Regions from separate parts of the Mus musculus genome. Here region 2 is linked to region 1. The links are chromatin contacts, called in public Hi-C maps. All regions are on one chromosome and are shown on one strand. The core of a region is the stretch at or near the end of the contact, and the rest is flanking DNA. Distances in the headings are between cores, read along the strand shown. Region 1 overlaps Fndc3b (fibronectin type III domain containing 3B). Region 2 has its middle 26 kb from the start of Gm42194.

Region 1 (3,659 bases), core at 498-2,997:
CCTATTCTTTGTTCTTTTCTGGAGTCTAAGACTCTATAGTTATCTTTATTTGGGGTTTGGCAGTCCTTGTCCCAGTTAATCGCAATGACACCATACAGCATGAGAGTTACAGGGACCAGGAACCACATGCTGTGCTAGGGTTTTGGAGAGGGCAGGGCAGCTGGGTAACCCTAGAAATGTGGAAGGCAAGTTGCTGGCAGGCAGAACCATAAGCTTTACCCCCAGGGCCAAAGCTAAGGAGAGCCCAGGCAAGCCCCTCCAGCATAAAATGCAATCAATGGCCTTCAGTGGAGTGCCACTGTGATCTGTTGATCATGTGTTGAGTACAGTCCTATAGGATGTGGGGACCAGCTGTCCAGTGCGACTTCTGGCACCTGGTATTGTGGCTTCCTTTTATTAATTGTGATTTCATTCTTGTTGCTGTATCGTTTATTCCATTCTTGGGCTGTATTGTGCCTGTTCTCCTTTAGTGAGTGTGACAGACACATGAGGAACCTGAGGCCCAAGACGATTGCTTCATGTCCTGAGAGCTCATGACCCGAGAGAGGCAAAGACTGCCGTGTGGTTTTCCGTCCCGCACGTTACAAGAGTTATCCAGGAGCTGGGGCCTCTTAGCTTGCTAGTGGAACTGTGCTGCACCTGTTGATTCAGGACAGCAGATAACGGGAAGCAGAAATACTGGTTTACAACTTAAATTCCTTTTGCCCAGCATCATGGTTAGACTTAGCTTACAAGTTAGGACTTCATTCTCATTATTGGGAAAGGAGGGGTACAGCGGTGGAGTACTGGGACCAAGAGGGACAGTTTCCCTTCACGTGTGTGTGTATGTTTGTGTGCTTGCATGTTCACATGGGTGCTAGTAGATATCTGTGGCTGTGTGTGACCATGTGTGCAGACCCAGGCGATGGGACAAGCTTGGGTATCATTCTGCAGGTCTCCCCACCTTTTCCTGGGGCTTGCCTAGGCGAGGCTGTCTTTCCAGTGGCCCTGCTATCTACAGTCTCTTTCCCCACCCCCCAGCACTGGAATTACATGTGTGTCCTACCTTGCCTCAGTTTTCAATGTAGATTCTGGGACTGAGCAGACGCCTCCTTGCTTGCTAGTGAGAAAAGGTTAGAACTGCTTGCTGGCCCTTTCTGAAAACTCTGAAATCATCCTGAGGTCAGCCTCTTGTTTACACTTTAGCTGATTTGCCACATAACTTCCTCTGTGCATCATTATGGCATAACTGAAAAAAGAAACTCTGTATGACATCATTAAACAGCAGCTTGGAAGCCGAGCACAGATTAATGTTGAAGAATATGGTTGCTTAGGGGGGAAAAGATTTTGTTTTTATGGGAATGTCCTTGGTGATAACGAAGGAAGAAAAACACAGGAAACATACAACACGCTGTGAAAGCAGATTCAATTCTGATGGAATATTTCTCAATACTTTCCGTGAACTATGAATCATAAGTGTTGGAGGGGGCCACCAAAGGGCACAGCATTCTGTCCCTCGGAGACCGCACTGTACCCATTACACCAGAAACCGAAGAGTTTTTCTTCTTTGGCCAGACAAAATTGTATAACAGCTGTCAGAGGAAAGGGCCTCAGTGATCAGTGTGAATTCTGGCCTTGGCGTCCAGGCAGGAATTAATACAGGGCAGTGTGGATCTCGTTCTCTTCGTGTCCCCGGCTGAGCCGAGGCGCTGGCAGGTAGCCTTCCTTCCTGTCCACACATGCCATCTCTTTATCTGGGCCATTTCTCTGCTCTCCGCAGAAGCCTTCTGCCAAAACAAACACTCCACTTCCTGGAAAGCCTTAGGTCTGTCTGTTCCTAGAGCCAGCCTTCTGGGCCGCTGCCAGTCGTCCACCTTGACTTTGCTCTGGGCTAGCGAGGAGCAGGTAGAGGGGGCACAGCATAGGCTGGTAATGGAAGCCAGGCTTTCCCTAGCCCTTAGATTAGACTAGGACGTCAGCAGAGACAGGAAACTGCTCTACTCCACCCTGCTCCCAGCCGGGGCAGCATGGTTACTGAGTGGACTCCTGGCTAGTTTGTGCTATGCCAAGTGTGAGTCCTTTACATTTGACTGTTTTAGTGAGAGTGTAATTACCTTGTGTGAACCTGCTTTCCACTCCCCGGAATGTTAAATCACACTAATACTCAAAGCCAGTTGGTTGTTCTAGAGAAACACTTAGTCACTTCGTCCTCTTCCTGACTTGCTCCTGTGCACATCCATTCTCCTCCCTCCTGCTCCCTCCCTCTCCCTCCCCCTCCCCAACCACTGGGGGATTCAGGCTTGAACCTAGTGTTTTATACAAGCACTCTGCCATTGACCAACATTCCCAGTGAAGCATCTTTAAATTTTGAAGGACTGTTATAATGACCCTCATTTCATGATGAATTTTTCATGTTTTGAGCCCTGAAAAAAAAGGCAGGTGATTATCATGACAGTTTGAGCAAAACCAGATTGAATTGCCTAGAAAGCATCGTTATTGCACTATTGCACTAAACACACCGTCTAAAGGCGCTCCACTGCTAATGATTGTGTCCAGAACAATTTTATTCTCTTTTCACAATGACATTATTTTGCTAACTTGTGTTAAGTGGCTCAAGACCTTGAAGTGACAGCAGCCTGTGGAGGGAAACAGAAGTGACCATAGAACCACACAGATACTGAAGCTCAGAGTCCCTTACAGCGAGCAACTATCCTTCTCCCTTGTTTTTTCTTCCTCAGCCCTCCCTCGCTCTGTCATTCTCCTCCAGCAGAGTGTGGGAATGGTGTCATTGGCGGACACTGTGCGCCATGACTCTGAATGACACCATTGAGCAGGATTCACGTTGGATTTCCTCATTTGTCCCCTCCCCCAGGCCGTGGCTCAGCCTGCAGAACCTACTGTTTCTTCCAAAGCATTTGTCCTTTCAGAGTATTTGTTAGGTGAAGCACTGGCTGCCATCTCTTTTCAACAACTCCATGGCAGGTTTCAGGGAACTAAGATTGCCCCTTGCAGTGAACGGCATCGTAACTGGGGTTCACAGGCTGAGGGAGGGAGACTATAATTTCAACTTCCTCAATGTAAACTGGACATTAACAAGAAATTGTTCTCTGACAAACTTAAAACCTGGCAGAGAGACCCCTCTTCCCCCTTAGTGTTTCAGAAGCAAACTCTGCCTGGGCCCAAGTGAAGCCAAATTTGGACAGGGTTAAAACCATTAGGTGGTGCACTGGCTGGTTCTGTGTCAACTTGACACAGCTGGAGTTATCACAGAGAAAGGAGCTTCATTTGAGGAAATGCCTCCATGAGATCCAACTGTAAGGCATTTTCTCAATTAGTGATCAAGGGAGAAAGGTCCCTTGTGGGTGGGACCATCTCTGGGCTGGTAGTCTTGGTTCTGTAAGAGAGCAGGCTGAGCAAGCCAGGGGAAGCAAGCCAGTAAAGAACATCCCTCCATGGCTTCTGCATCAGCTCCTGCTTCCTGACCTGCTTGAGTTTTAGTCCTGACTTCCTTGGTGATGAACAGCAGTATGGAAGTGTAAGCTGAATAAACCCTTTCCTCCCCAACTGCTTCTTGGTCATGATGTTTGTGCAGGAAGAGAAACCCTGACTAAGACAGGTGGTTTGACAGTGAAGTTACTGGAGTCTGAATTGACTTTGTAGTTTTTACTTATCTCATTGTG
Region 2 (3,659 bases), core at 484-2,983, 140 kb before region 1:
AGAGATGGTTTATTTGTCTTACACTTCCATATCACTGTTCATCACTTAAGGACATCAGGACAGGAGCTCACACTGGGCAGGAATCCAGAGACAGGAGCTGATGCAGAGGCCATGGAAGGGTGCTGCTTACTGGTTTGCTCCTCACAGCTTGTTCAGTCTGCTTTCTTATAGAACCCAGGGCTACCAGCCCAGGGATGGCCCAACTCACAATGGGTTGGACCCTCTCTCATCACTTACTAAGAAAATCACTTACAGCCTGACCTAATGGTAGCATTTTCTCACTAAGGTTCCCTTGTTTTACATAACTCTAGCTTGTGTGGAGCTGACATAAGACTAGCTGCCACTTGGCTATATACAGTGAGTTCAAGACCAGCCAGTACTAAGTGTGACCCTGTCTCAAAAACAACACAACCCAACAACAACAAAGATCAAAGCTGAGGGGAAACACCATGTTCTGGAGTGAACCCAGCATCAGGGAAGATGAGACAGTGTTCAGAGGACTGTGATGGGTGGGATGATTCCCTTCTCAAAGGGAATATGAGTGTGACCAGGAGAAGCAGGACAGTGGGGGGCATGGAGAAAGGCAAAGGAGCTCTAAAAACAGCAGTGACCCAGGAAGGCCACTCAGCAGAGGCATACATAAATGGCCGCACGACACAGTCCAGAAGTTATCTCACAGCCAAAGAAACGTCACGAAGAAGCAAGAGTGTCCCGTACAAATGTCTTAGGAGAGACCTGACTCATCGATGAAGGTCCAAGGCGATCAGTGGCCTCTGTGGCCTTCCAGGCAGGAATTTTATGCCTCCAAGGCTGGGGGACTCAGGTTTTTTGGAAGGAGTGAGCTCATATAGAGCTGTACATTGTCTGCATGGCTTGAGTCTTAGGAGGTAAGATGATATAGGAAGTTCCATCTCCTCGTCACAGAAGGTTAAAGTTTACACGCTTCAGTGGCTCCAGCCAGGCCTTTGCTCAGGAATGGTAGATGTTCCTTTCCTAACTACTAGTACAGCCCTCCATGTTACAGGACAGTCAGCCTTTAGTGACTTCAACCCTCCATGATACAGGACAGTCAACCTTTAGTGACTTCAACCCTCCATGTTACAGGACAGTCAACCTTTAGTGACTTCAAAACCATAGGTTTTAGTGTTTCTGGAAATATAAACTAATCTTAAATTCATATTAGTCCAGAGCCTAGGCTCTTCTTTGTCACATATGACATCAAGCAGAGATCAAGACGTCATACAGAAACGGCTCCAGAGTACCTTCAATTGTCACAGTGATGGAGGAACCCTTGTGACATTTGTTAACTATCCAGGCACGTCTGTGAGAGTCCCGAGCGCATGCCCGTGCTGTTCCTCCTGGGGACCTTGAAAAAAACAACATGAAAAACAGCCTCAACAATCCTCGTAGGTGCTTCGAGCTGTGTGCATTCCCTCCCACTGTAGGCTAAAGTCGGCCTGGTTGGCCAGAAGGATCTGACAGAAGTAATCATCATCAGGTCCCAGATGAATTTTTGAAAGATTGCTGCTTTCTTGCTCACTGTCCGTATGTCACATGCTCTGGGGAAACCCCTGTCATAGCAGTCCTATGAAAAGGTCCCTGGGAAGGAAGTGAAGACCGCCACAACAGCCACCTCCATGCACTTTAGGAGGAGCCGACTAGCTTCAGTCACAGCTCCAGAGACCTCACTGCAAACAGCTTGACCATGACCTCAGGAGAGACCTTTAGTCAGCCAGCCAGCTAGTACACCCAGCTCTCAGACACAGGGACATTGTATTTGTTTGCAGTTGCTAATCTGGGGGCGGGAGAATTTCTTATGTAACAGTAGATGATCGATCTGGACAATTAACTCTTAGCTCAGCTTAATTATCTGTCTTTCTGTCTGTCTAGCCTTGTTAGTCAGGCCTGATAGGCTGAGCCCAGAAACTTCTAACTAGAGTCATAGGAGCAATAACTCAAAATGCGACACAACAGAAGTTCATGTCTACATAAGAGAAAAAGGAAGAAAAATGCCTTGGGGAGGAAATGAGAAGATAAGGAAGGAGAAGAAGAAAGAAAACACGCAAGTAGTTACGTCATAGCCAGGTGTGTTAGCATACATCTGCCATCCCAGACATTAGTAGGCAGACACAGGAAAATCACAAGTTCCAGGCCAGCCTGGGCTATGTCGCAAGATCCTGTCATAAGGAGAGAAAAGGGAGGGGAGGGGAGAGGTTAGAAGGGAAATATACTGTACAGCACTCCTTGCAAACACTGTCTCTGCACGTTGTCATGTGGTGTTCTTTGTCTCTGTCTAACTCGGCCATCTTCCATTGTGTATGGGAGTTAGCAGTGATACTGTACTAGGGGCTCAATCTGATGATGATGTTGCTGAAGCAAAACTTCATCTTAAACTGCTAACACCTGCATTGACCCCATATGTAAATCATATTACTTTCCTGTGTATGTGTGTGTGTGTGTGCTGTGGTGTGGTGTGTGTGTGTGTATGTGTGTGTGTATGTGTGTCTGTGGTGTGTGTGTGTGTGTGTGTGTATGTGTGTGTGGGGGGTATATAATGGTGTGTGTGTAGGGGTGTTTGTGGTTGTGTGTGGTGTGTGTATGTGTGTGTATGATGTGTTGTGGTGTATGGTGTGTGGATGTGGTATGTATGTTATGTTTGGTATATGTGGTACGTGGTGTATATGATGTGTGATGTGTGTGTATGTTGTGTGTGGTGTGGTGTGTGTGTGTGAGGTATGTTTGGTGTGTATAGTATGTGTGGTATGTGGTATGTATGGTGTGTGATGTATGTGTGTGCATGAATCTGTGTATGGTGTGTGGTGTGTACTCTGTGTGTTGTGTATAGAGTGTGTGTAGTGTGTATGGTGTGTGGTGTGTATGGTGTGTGTGTGTGTGTGTGTGTGTGGTGTGTATGGGGTGGTGTGTGTGTAGTGTGGTGTGTATGGTGAGTGTGTGTGTGTGTGTGTGTGTGTGTGTGATGTGTGGTGTGTGCCAGGTGCCTGCAGGTGGGTCTGGGGAATTGAACTTTGGTCATCACAGTAACAAATGGTCATCTTGCTAAGAGTGAGCCCTAGGCCAGCACACCTAGAGCATAAGATCTCAAGAAAGCAAAATGCAAAAGAACAAAAACCTCATGAAACTCCCTAAGCTGAGCCTGAGTCGCAATTTAGAGACGTGAACTCCATTCTGCACTTACCATCTTGGTGATCACACAGGAATTACTAAAGTATTATAGTTGCATATGCTCTGCCACAGATGTGACACCTATGTTAGCAACCCTTGCCCCTAGAGGCTCAGGGAACACCTCGGAGGAGGGGATGGAGAGAACCTAACAGCCAGAGGATGGGGAAGTATGTTGTGGAGTTCCATCTCTGGCTATCATATCACAAACTCACAGCAGCTGGGATTTACTGCATAAAATCAAACTGGTTAAAAATTTCCGCAGGAACCAGGCGTGGTGGCACAAGCCTTTAATCCCAGCACTCGGGAGGCAGAGGCAGGTGGATTTCTGAATTCGAGGCAAGCCTGGTCTACAACGTGAGTTCCAGGACAGCCAGGGCTATAGAGAAAACCCTGTCTCGAAGAAAAAAAAAAAGTAACAAAAAAATTTCCGCAGGGATAGGGGAGGGGCTCCTGAGGCCCCACCCCCAGCTGAGGAG

What was found. Hi-C and Micro-C count contacts between places; a contact is called where the count stands out from the background.
Region 2: a Hi-C map of liver shows a contact between it and region 1, with 2.3 times the contacts expected there. The contact joins two enhancer-like sites. A contact is called at or near these places in 3 of 484 Hi-C or Micro-C datasets (liver and macrophages) and 1 of 115 datasets of contacts at active chromatin or transcription factors (microglia).

The regions. Positions count from the first base shown.
Region 1 is chr3:27,614,824-27,618,482 of GRCm38.p6, reverse strand. The region is part of intron 3 of Fndc3b (fibronectin type III domain containing 3B); the gene reads left to right. Among named protein-coding and RNA genes, the nearest start is that of Mir3092, 32 kb to the right of the region's middle. Within about 2 kb of position 1,747, at least 164 of the 459 cell types and tissues checked have an H3K27ac peak or open chromatin away from gene starts, as enhancers often do. A contact at or near this core is called in liver, where this site is marked.
Region 2 is chr3:27,749,890-27,753,548 of GRCm38.p6, reverse strand. No RefSeq gene overlaps it. Among named protein-coding and RNA genes, the nearest start is that of Gm42194, 26 kb to the left of the region's middle. Within about 2 kb of position 1,733, at least 20 of the 459 cell types and tissues checked have an H3K27ac peak or open chromatin away from gene starts, as enhancers often do. A contact at or near this core is called in liver, where this site is marked.